Linked DNA regions of Sus scrofa: region 2 is linked to region 1. Evidence: chromatin contacts called from public HiChIP or PLAC-seq data. All regions are on one chromosome and are shown on one strand. The core of a region is the stretch at or near the end of the contact, and the rest is flanking DNA. Distances in the headings are between cores, read along the strand shown.

What was found. HiChIP or PLAC-seq counts read pairs in DNA pulled down with a chosen protein or histone mark.
Region 2: a contact with region 1 is called in an H3K27ac HiChIP or PLAC-seq map of alveolar macrophages. The contact joins two enhancer-like sites. A contact is called at or near these places in 1 of 47 Hi-C or Micro-C datasets (blood) and 1 of 2 datasets of contacts at active chromatin or transcription factors (alveolar macrophages).

Annotation. Positions count from the first base shown.
Region 1 is chr3:22,080,812-22,086,685 of Sscrofa11.1, forward strand. All of the region lies in intron 9 of PRKCB (protein kinase C beta type), which reads right to left. Among named protein-coding and RNA genes, the nearest start is that of CACNG3, 120 kb to the left of the region's middle. Within about 2 kb of position 2,275, at least 3 of the 83 cell types and tissues checked have an H3K27ac peak or open chromatin away from gene starts, as enhancers often do. A contact at or near this core is called in alveolar macrophages, where this site is marked.
Region 2 is chr3:22,421,992-22,428,024 of Sscrofa11.1, forward strand. No RefSeq gene overlaps it. Among named protein-coding and RNA genes, the nearest start is that of PRKCB, 41 kb to the left of the region's middle. Within about 2 kb of position 2,275, at least 13 of the 83 cell types and tissues checked have an H3K27ac peak or open chromatin away from gene starts, as enhancers often do. A contact at or near this core is called in alveolar macrophages, where this site is marked.

The DNA.
Region 1 (5,874 bases), core at 1,025-3,524:
AAGAGCAGGGATACTCGGTGTACAGATCAACTTAGGTATTTCATGATTTATTATGTAAGGCTTTCCGTATTTAAAATAAAATCTCTTTATATGGTTACATACTGTATGATTCCAACTATATGACATTCTGGAAAAGGCAAAACCATGGAGACAGTAAAAAGATCAGTGGTTGCTAGGGGGTAGGGGGTGGGAGGGATGAACAGGCGGCACGCAAAGGATTTTTAGGGCAGTGCAACTACTCTGCATGAGACCATCACGGTTGATGCATGTCATTATACGTTTGTCCAAACCGATAGGACCTACACTCCCAGGAGTGAACCCTAATGTAAACTGTAGACTTTGGGTGACAATGAGGTGTCAATGTCCATTTCCTGGTTGTACTGATGGACATTCTAGTGGGGGATGCTGATGAGGAGGAGGCATGAGATGGCAGGAGAGAGACAGTGAGTTCTCAGCTCAGGGGTCGGAGGGACCGGTGTGATGAAGACTTCAGCCGTTGAAGAGGATGCCCTGTTGCACATTAGATGTGACTGAGTTGAATTTTTGCCCCCCTAGCAGAGAAAGCCAATGGAAGTGTGAAACGAAGTTTAGAATGGAGGCACTTTTAGCCGAGTCATCGCTGGCGCATGGGGACTTGCTATTGTTGAGCAAATGTCACTACACCCATGGAAGGAATGACTCATGGCCACTGCTGGGAAGAGGAGGAGAGGGAATTAGAAGATTTCAACCTGAAACTCCTATCCCCTGTGTTGTTTTTTTTTTTGTTTTTTTGGGGGGGTTTTTTTTTTTGGTTTTTTTTTGGTCTAGGGGTCCAATCGGAGCTACAGCTGCCGCCCTACACCACAGCCACAGCCACATAGGATCCAAGCTGCATCTGCGACCTACACCACAGCTCATGGCAACACCAGATCCCCAACCCACTGAGCGAGGCCAGGGATCGAACCTGTAACCTCATGGTTCCTAGTCGGACTCGTTTCCACTGCACCATGATGGAAGTCCCTATCTCCTGCGTTTTAAATGAAGATGTTTCATTGGATTTAACCAGAAATGTTTACTTGTTTGATTGGGTTGTCATAAGAAATGCAAAAGAACTATCATTTTAAAACTCTGGGCTATATCTCTTCTAGTTACAGACATCACAGAATTGCTATGGTATCAATCTGAGTTATCAAAGTTATCTTCTTGAGCTGAAATCAATGTGGGTGACGTGTGTTTGCTGAGTCAGTTTTCTTTGAATCACATGTCATATCTGACAAAGTTCGATCGTTAACATAAAAGAGTTCATTTGTTTTTGAGACAGTTCCCAGGAAAACAAACCAATAACTGATGGCTTTTACCAAAAGAAAATGCAACGAAACCCTTAAGGGCCTGTCACTCATTTCAACGATTAGGTCTCACCAAGGGAGCTTGTTGCTCTATAATCCGATCTGCTCTGTGCACACAAGCCTCCCTTTGTGGTTGGTGTCTCAGACTAACAGAATGGGCTTTCTGCAAGCCTGGAGTGGAACAGGTTGAGTGCCCTGGAGTCCATGTAGGTAGGACCATGGTCCTATATTCTTGGAGCCAGCTTCTGGGTTTGAACTGCATCCCCTGCTGCATGAATCGGCAAGTCTCTCCTTTCTCTGAACCTCCATTTCCTCTTCTGCAAAATGGGGAGACTAAGAGAACCCACCTTATAGATCAGTGTAAAGCTCAACGAGCAATGCATAAAAACACTGAGATGGGTTTTCGATGCTCAAAATGCACGATTTTGAGTGATTTTCAAGGAGGCAGATAATGTGAAACTGGGACCAGGGCGGTGGTGGGGGGGCGTGAAACAAACTCTGGCCTCTTTGATTATATTAACCATCCGTGCTTGTACATCCAAAATATTCACCATGCGTATTGATACTGATCACTTACAGTACCTGCTATCATGTTTGCTGTAGAAACGACGATGGGCTATGCTGTTAGGAAACAGAGAATCGTCTGAACAGGGCTTGAATTTCTGAAAAAGCTCGCAAAGACGCGGTGGAGATGGATAGGGAGAGGGTGAGCTATGACAGCACAATAATTGGACCCGGGGTCATGCTTTATCACCTGAGACAGAGTTTCCATGTTAATAGGCTCTATCTGGCCCTGCGTCAGAGGGCTACATTTCCCTTTGTATGATTTCTCCCCAAGAGTCACTGTTTTGAAGAAAATACACACTAAGGGAACCAGACAGGCCAGTCTTTGCTTCCTTCACTTTAAGGAACTGCCCATACCACTTCTGCTTTTCAGAGCATCCGTTTCCTGTTGTCCTTTCCAACAGATGGCAGGAAAAGTGACCTGTCCCCTTGGCTGCCGCTAAGTGGATCACAGGATCCCCGAGCCATACTGGCCCGCCAGTCCCTCTTTCCTGGGACTTTACAATTCTAAGCTCTTCTAGATGTGGGAATCAGACGTTGAGAACTGAGAAATGACATAAGGCTGAGGGAGGCAGTGAGGACGCACCACCACAGTGAGAGATGTCAGCAAAAGCCAGGATGACAGCCCAGGGGGTCCCCAAGGTGCAGACAATGATGGCTGCGTTCAAAGAAGCTTTCTTGTCCCAAGTGCACTTCTTGCCTTGGGATCTTGGGAGGGACACAGAGCCTGCCATTTCTTTCCAATAAACCCCCCATCTACTCCCTCTGGCTCGAAAATAAAACTTGCACTCCAGATAGTTCCCTTTCCTTGGGAGAATTACTTTTATGGGGAAAACAGACCCTTCTGCTTTCTGGCTCTGTGATTTACTCTCTTCGGAGGGGCGAACGTAGGGGCTACCGAGAAGCAGTCAGTCTCATCATTGATGGGAGACCTGGAGGAATCTGGAAAGTGGAAGGGCCTCCCCGTGACCGGGGAAGATGAGTTGGCAAAAACACACGGCAATCAAAATTGTGTACGAAAGACGGGGGTGCTGGGAGGAAGGTGCCATAATTGGGATAGAACCAAAGAGAAGGCAGGAATCCAAGATCAGACAGCAAAAGTCAAAAGGTTCTCTGGAAGAGGATTAAGGGAACAGGTAGCAAAGCCTTTGAGCTATCTGTGAACCATGTGATAAAAAGACTCACCATATGGTGCAGGAAGATAGCAAAGCAGGTTGAAGTAAAGGGAAGAGCTTTTGTCTGCAGGATTATATAACCACCTCTAATGTATGGACGTATATGTATGCGTGTGAATCCATACCACTAATGAGATTAAAATTAGGCTAGACGCCCACAACGGGAGCTCCGAGACTTTAGAAAAGGCCTTTGTTACTGGTATGAACTAAACTGTCTTTTCATCTCCTCAGGCAATTTCTTCCTACAGTAATTCAGTGCTGCACTTGGAGCCTGCAGAAGACACTGAAGTCTGGGGCTGGGACCTTGGGATCGTTCTCTTGTGCCCAGATGCAAAGCGCACACGAGTTCAGTACCCGCGTGGCTTTGGTGGAGACAGCTTGAAGGTTGCTGAGGGCTGTGCTGTTGTAGCATTGATGTCCGCATCCAGGGCATTAAGTACACCGGGGACCAGGATCTTTGCAGGGGCTCGTGAAAGTGTGTTCATTTCTTTTAGATTCACAAGGGGAAAGTGATGGCATATGGAGGTTCCCAGGCAGGGGTTGAATCGGAGCTGTAGCCACCGACCTACGCCAGAGCCACAGCAACACCAGATCCGAGCCGCGTCTGCAACCTACACCACAGCTCACGGCAACACTGGATCCTTAACCCACTGAGCAAGGCCAGGGATCGAACCTGCAACCTCATGGTTCCTAGTCGGATTCGTTAACCACTGCACCACGACGGGAACGCCAATAGACAATCTTAATGTATGCATCCTTCTGCCAAAGCAGTCATAAGATCTGGTTTTTAACTTTTGTGCATGGTATAAGGAGGAATCCACGAAAGGCTCCACAGCAGTTTTGAATCTGTTTCGATAAAGAAAAGACTAGCAGGTGGGTGGAGACAAGTGGACCCCAAAGTAGAGAAAAGCACTATTAGAGATGGAAGGAGGCAACTGGAATCACAAAAGCTGATTTCCAGTCCTGGTCCTGCCTCCTCCCAGCTGTGTGATCCTGGGGAGGTCACTCAACTTCTCTAACTCACAACTTCCAAAGAAGTCTCATATGAGGGGTTCAGATCTGTCACTACCTTGCAGGGCTGTGGTGAGGATTATTATGATGTAATGCATGTAGATCCATCACATGGTCCCTGGCAATGAGGATGGGCTCAATAAAAGTCGGAGGCAATCGAGATGGGCAGGTGGAATTGCAGAGGGAGGGGATGCGTGACAGATCTGGTGAGGGTTAAAAGAAATAGAGGTTGATGGGAAAAGGGAACCAGTTGAAGAGCTGCCACACACACTAGACATGCTTCCAAGACTTGGAGGACCCCACGGGCTGAAGCCTGCTGAGAAAATGAGAAGGGAAGAAGCCAGAAGAGTGAAGTTCATGCTCAAGAACCCTCCCAGGAAACCGGGCTGATAGCTTACAGTTCCAACAAGCCTTTGCACAGAGATAGATAGGAAATCAACATGCATAGAGAAGGACGGAGAACAGGAGTTCCCGTCGTGGCTCAGTGGTTAATGAATCCGACTAGGAACCATGAGGTTGCGGGTTCAATCTCTGGCCTTGCTCAGTGGGTTAAGGATTCGGCATTGCTGTGAGCTGTGGTGTAGGTTGCAGACGCGGCTCGGATCCCAAGTTGCTGTGGCTGTGGCGTAGGCCAGCAGCTATAGCTCTGATTAGACCCCTAGCCTGGGAACCTCCATATGCCGCAGGAACAGCCCTAGCAAAGACCAAAAAAAAAAAAGACGGAGAACAGAAAAATTTAGAGCCTCTGTCATGAAGGGCATGCAGTTTGTCTAATGGCAGAGGCTCAGAGTGAAAACAAGGCACACGAACTCTGCTTACACTCAGAAGGAAAGAGAAGAGAGGGGGCAATGAGAAGATAGGAGGGGAAAAATGATAGCCTTCTAGAATATGTTTGTGACAGATGAGGTGACCACGGTTGAGATTAGAAATGCAAGTGTTAAGTATCCAGCAATCAAAAGCCTAAGTATCTAAGCTAAATTCAGGAGTTCCCTGGTGGCCTTGCAGGTTAAGGATCCCACCCTGTCACTGCTGTGGCCTGGAGCACTGCTGTGGTGTGGGTTCAATCCCTGGCCCAGGAACTTCTGCGTGCCATAGGTGGGACTGAAAAAAATTTAATCTGTAGATGCCACTAGCAGTGTGACGTCACCAAGTTATTTTAACTTCGTGCATTTCATTTCTCATCTGTAAAGTGGGGATTACAGCAAGTACCTTACACCATAAGGGTGAGCCATGACACACAAAGCATTTAGAATAAAGCCTGCCCTGTAGTAAGGGCTCAAAATATTAGGTGTTAGCATCATCACAACCACTGCCACTACAAGCACATATGTTCCCATGTAGGTAGATATTTTTGTCTGTTTTGTTCACAGCCATTTCCTCTGCACCTAGAAATACACATACTAAATGCTCAATAAATACCTGTTGAATGAACAAATCCTTAATTGTGCCTGTCAGTGGGAAGTTACTGTAAAAGATCTAACTTCTCCTGGGAATAAGTTCCAATCTGAATCCCAATTCCTTTTCCTCACGTCTGCCCTCTGCTGTCCTAAGCAGCCACCAGGCCTTGTGCTCAGACCTGGAGAGTTAGATCTAAGAGATCACTGATGACCTGGGAGAAAGGTGATTCAGAAGATGCTGAGGGTCCAAGTCACAGTGCAAAGGGATAAGGCACAGGTGGGCAGGGAGGAAGTGGAGGCGGCAAGTCCCAAAAACGCGGTTTGATTCTCCGGATATAATCAGCGGGTAAAGGACAGAGAAGGCAGAGTGGAGATCACGGAAAACATTTTTAGGGATACAGG
Region 2 (6,033 bases), core at 1,025-3,524, 340 kb after region 1:
TGGGAGACTGACCTAAGAAAACATTTGTGCAGTTGATGTCAGAGAATGTTTTGCCTCTGTTCTCTTCTAGGAGTTTGATGGTGTCTTACATTGAAGTCTTTAAACCATTTTGAGGTTATTTTTGTGCATGGTGTGAGAGTGTGTTCCAGTTTCATTGATTTACATGCAGCTGTCCAGTTTTCCCAGCATCACTTGCTAAAAAGACTGTCTTTTTCCCATTTTATATTCTTGCCTTCTTTGTCGAAAATTAATTGACTGTAGGTGTGTCAGGGTGCCTTCTCTTCTGTCTGTCATCCCCTGTGTATCTCTCTCTCTCTCTCTTTTTTTTTTTTTTTGCTTTTTAGGGCCATACCTGAGGCATATGGAAGTTCCCAGGCTGGCGGTCAAAGCTGCAGGCTTACGCCACAGCCGTAGCAACGTGGGATCTGAGCTGCATCTGTGATCCACACCACAGCTCATGGCAATGCCAGATCCCCAACCCCTGATGGAGGCCAGGGATCGAACCCTCATCCTCATGGATAATAGTCAGATTTGTTTCCTGTGTGCCACAACGGGAACTCCCCCTGTGCATCTCTTATGAGGACAACATGTCATTGGATTTGGGGTCCATCCAGATAATCCAGGTGACCTCTTCATCTCAAAATCCTTAATTTAGTTATATCTGCAAAGACCCTTTTCCAAAATAAGGTCACATGTTCACAGGAGTTATAGATTAAGGCATGGACGTATCTTTCAGGGGCCAACATTCAACACACTACAGTGGGCATGCAATGCATGCAGTCTCAAAGAACCCCACTCTCAGAAAGGCCCTGCCCAGACTTGGCTTGATGCTCTGCTGTCACCATCTTGAAATTCATAATTGTTGAACCAGGGACTCCACAGGTTGGTTTTGTACTCAGCCTCCCAAACGATATAGCTGATCCTGGTCCTGGGGCAGATAGACTATAAGAAAACTTTACTTGAGGAGCTCCTGCTGTGGCACGATGGGATCAGCAGTGTCTTGGGAGCCCTGAGATGCAGGCTCAACCCTCAGCCCTGCACAGTTGGTTAAATATCCAGCATTGCCGAAGCTGTGGCTTAGCTCTTGACTGGTGCTCTGATCTGATCCCTGGCCTGGGTGCTCCATATGCCTCTGGGAGGCCAAAAATGAAAAAAAAAAAAAAGAAAAAGAAAAAAAGGAAGGGAGGAAGGAAGGGAGAAAGGAAGGAAGGATGGGAGAAAAAGGAAAAAGAAAGAGAAAGAAAGAAGGAAAGAAGGAAAGAAAGAAAGAGAGAAAGAAAGAGAGAGAGAGAGAAAGAAAGGAAGGAAGGAAGGAAGGAAGGAAGGAAGGAAAGAAGGAAAGAAGGAAAGGAAGAAAGGAAGAAAGGAAGGAAAGAAGGAAAGAAAGAAAAGAAGGAAAGAAGGAAGGAAAGAAAGAAAGAGAACTTTACTTGGGATCTAACCCAGGCCACTTTCCAGCTCATCAGACCTTTATTTATTTATTTTTGGTCTTTGCGTCTTTTCTAGGGCTGCTCCCGTGGCATATGGAGGTTCCCAGGCTAGGGGTCTAATTGGAGCTATAGTTGCCGGCCTACATCAGAGCCACAGCCACACTAGATCCGAGCCGCGTCTGCCACCTATACCACAGGTCACGGCAACGCTGGATCCTTAACCCGCTAAGCAAGGCCAGGGATCAAACCCGCAACCTCATGGTTCCTAGTTGGATTCGTTAACCACTGTGCCACGACGGGAGCTCCGATCATCACACCTTTAGAGTGTGTGTGTGTGGTTTTTCCATCCCCGATCCATTGGCCTTGAGTAAAAACTATGACGAGACTAGAAGCTCCTAAGAGCATCTAACTTTGTATCTCGGCGAAGATTTCACAATGGAGGGAGTCTTTAAACTGAGACAGAAACTGGAGTTCCCTGGTGGTACTTCAGGTTAAGGATCTGGTGTGTCTCTGCTGTGGCTCAGGTCCCTGCTGTGGCATGGGTTCAATCCCTGGCCCAAGGATTTCGTATGCCAGGGACACAACAGCAACTACAACAAAAAGCCTGATGGCAGTTAGCCAGTTAGCCATCAAGGATGAAGAAGCGTCTGCGAAGCAATGACATGACAGAAGGTGCTGTGGGCCAAGGGACAAGCCTGTGTAAAGACTTAGAAGAGAGGGGAGGGTGTGTTTAGGGAACTCGCTTGTCAGACTTCCTGTTGCTAGAGGCAGAGCAGGCTCTCAGTGACCCTGACCGCAAGGGATGCTCCTAACGGGGCCGGATGAAGCTTGAGGGCTAACCAGAGAGGCAGGAGGCAGACAGAGTGTCTAGAATGGCATAGTCACTTTGTACCAAGATTCTTGTCACTTCCCCTCAGCAGTTCGTTCCGCCTGGTCGGCCAGAATTTGGCCCAAGACAACGGTTCCTCTGCACACTTCCTCCAGCTTCTGAAAGACGACAACGTCAGCAAGAAAAATGAAGAACTGGCCAGAATCTCAGAATGCAATTAGCTAAGACGGTCTACAGGTATCCACAACACTGAGCTGCTATGGAAGATAAGAGAGGTAGTTTAACTAAGTTGGTAGACGATGGACTTGTTAATACATGGTTTGAGGGCGTTCCCGTCGTGGCGCAGTGGGTAACAAATCTGACGAGGAGCCATGAGGTTGTGGGTTCGATCCCTGGCCTTGCTCCATGGGTGAAGGATCTGGCGTTGCCGGGAGCTATGGTGTAGGTGGCAGACGCGGCTCGGATCCTGTGTGGCTGTGGCTCTGGTGTAGACTGGTGGCTACAGCTCCTATTCAACCCCTAGCCTGGGAACCCTCCATATGCCGCGGGAGCAGCCTAAGAAATGGCAAAAAGATAAAAATAAATAAATAAATAAATAAAAATGGTTTGAGGAGATCTGGGTGGTTATCTAGATTTAAAGGAGGGAGGGTAGTTTGCTACCCCATTCCTGATATCACATTAATTCCTTAGGGCCAAAATGTTAATATCAAAAAAGAAACCAAGCTGTAACAGAAGAAAAAGAAAAAAGCCATTGGAATCCTAGAAAAATGGGGGAAGTTTTTATCATCTTGGATAAGGGAAGACCTTTCTAAGAAAGACATGAATCAGAGACATGATAAGAGAAAAGACTGATACCTTTTACTAGGTATTTCATTTTATTTTTCAAATATCCATATTAAACAAAATCAAAAGACAAACAGCAAATCAGAAAAAAATAGTCACAACATATATAACAAAGCATGGGCTAAGTTTCTTAATGTAAAAAGGCTTTTTAAAAATTACCACGGAGGATTTCCCTAGTGGCTCAGCAGGTTAAGGATCTGGCATTGTCACTGTTGTGGCATGGGTTCAATCCCTGGCCCAGGGAACTTCCGCATGTCCTGGGTGTGGCAAAAAAAAAAAAAAAAAAAAAAAAAAAATTAACACAGAGTTCCCTCTGCAGCTCAGCAGTAACGAACCCAACTAGTGTCTGTGAGGACCTGGGTTCAGTTTCTGGCCCTGCTTGGTGAGTTAAGAATCCAGCATTGCTCTGGCTCTGGTGTAGGCCGGCGGCTACAGCTCCGATTCGACCCCTAGCCTGGGAACCTCCATATGCCGCGGGAGCGGCCCTAGGAAAGGCAAAAAGACAAAAAAATAAATAAATAAGAATAATAATAATCATGCAAGGAGCACAGCATTGTAAATCAACTATACTTTCATAAAAAAAGGAAAGAAAACAAAGAAAATTAATATGAGGAGCTGCCTTATGGTGCAGCAGTTTCAGGATCCAGCATTGTCACTGCAGTTTGATCCCTGGTCCCCAACTTCCCACATTCCATGGGTGTGGCCAAAAAAAATTAATAGGGGAGTTCCCATGGCGGCTCAGAGGAAAAAAATCTGACTAGTATCCATGAGGAGATCCCTGGCCTCGATCAGCGAGTTAAGGATCTGGCGTTGCTGTGGCTGTGGCGCAGGCCAGCAGGTGCAGCTCTGATTCCATCCCTCACTTGCGCGCTTCCGTATGCCACAGGTGTGGCCCTTAAAAAAAAATAATTAATACAAGGAAGACCAACACTTAATAGCAAAGTTGAGCAAGGACAAGTACAGGCAGTTCTCAAGAAAAAAAATTCAAGTGATTTACAAACATGTAAAAAGATATTCGTCCTCACACCTGATTCAAGAAACCCAGTGAGAGGAGTTCCCTTCATGGCTCAGTGGCTAACAAACCCGACAAGGATCCATGAGGATGCAGGTTCAATCCCTGACCTCGCTCAGTGGGTTAAGGATTGGGCATTGCGTGAGCTGTGGTGTAGGTCGCAGACTCAGCTTGGATCCCGTGTTGCTGTGACTCTGGTGCAGGCTGGTGGCTACAGCTCCCATTTGACCCCTAGTCTGGGAATCTCCATATGCTGCAGGTGTGGCCCTAAACAGACAAAAAAAAAAAAAAAAAAGAAAAGAAAAGAAAAAAGAAACCCAATGAGATATGAGTATTTACCTGTCAGACTGACTGAGATCAAGATGCTTGACCCGGGAGTAGGTTTAAAAGGAAGTATAAACACAGACATCTTCACACATTGGTGGTATGAGCACATATTGGTATAGCTTCTTAGGAAGGAAATAATGAGACAGCTAGTAAAAATTTTAGGTGAGAAAAAAAAAAAACAACCCTTTGACTCAAGAGCACCAATTTTAAGAATTTATCCTAGACCTACACTCAAATCTAAGTAAAGATATTGGCTCTTCGTCCTTGTTGGTAGTAGCAAAAAATGGGAAATAATCTTTCCCAATTAAAGGGAAAGCGTTCAGTAGGTTACAGAGCTTCTGTATAAGAATACTACAAAAAATTTTTTTTGCTTTTTTTTTTTTGCTTTTTAGGGTCTCACTTGCAGCATATGGAGGTTCCCAGGCTAGGGGTCAAATCGGAGCTACAGCCGCTGGCCTAGACCACAGCCACAGCAACACGGAATCCAAGCCACGTCTGTGACCTACACCACAGCTCATGGCAATGCCGGATCCTTAAGCCACTGCTGAGCAAGGCCAGGGATTGAACCTCCGATCTCATGGTTACTCATTGGATTCGTTTCCATTGTGCTCCCTTTTAAATAAGGTAGATGTTTGCAGGCTCTGATATGAAACAATTTCCAAGACATCCTGTAGGGGGGATGAAAGTCTATATGTGACACACCCATTAGAGGAAAAAGAGTCAAGGATGAGAGAGAAAGCCCTCAGAGAGAGAGGGAGAGAGGGAATATATAAGGATCATGCCTGAAATCTGACAAAAGAAAGGGATAATAGTAATTGTTCCTGGGGATTCAGATTAAAAAAAAAAAGAACCGCTTCATTTTCATTACATACTCTTTGTGACTCCTTGAATGTTATCATTTTATTATTTTCTTTCTATAAAATATTTCAGTGAAAACTATTAAGAGGATGAAGATGCTGGAAAGAGGGAAGAAAATAACACTCAAATTTTTTTTTTTTTTTTTGCTTTTTAGGGCTGCACCTGTGGCACATGGAGGTTCCCAGGCTAGGGGTCTAATCGGAGCTACAGCTGCCAGCCTACATCACAGCCACAGCAACGCCAGATCTGAGCCACGTCTGCAACCTACACCACAGTTCATGGCAACACCGGATCTTTAACTCACTGAGTGAGGCCAGGGATCAAACCCAAAACCTCATGATTCCCAGTCAGATTCATTTCCCCTGCACCACAATGGGACCTCCCACTCATAATCTTATTTTTTTTTTCTTTTTTTCTTTTTCTTTTTGGTCACCCCAAGGCATATGGAGCTCCAGGGCCAGGGATCAGACCTGAGCCTATGCCGCTATGCTGGCTGGAGAATCAAAACTGCAATTCCAGCATTGCAGAGACACCACAGATCCTGTTTCACCACAGTGGGAATTCCCATAATCTTCTTCTAAAATCCAATAATTTCTAAAACATATACAGAGAAAGAAAACCCCTGCCTCAAGCTTACCACTAACAAGTATCGGGTTCAGGTTCTTGCAGAATGGGTTCAGGGCTTGCACAAACATGGTTGAGTGATATTTTGACTTCCACTATGGATTTTTACA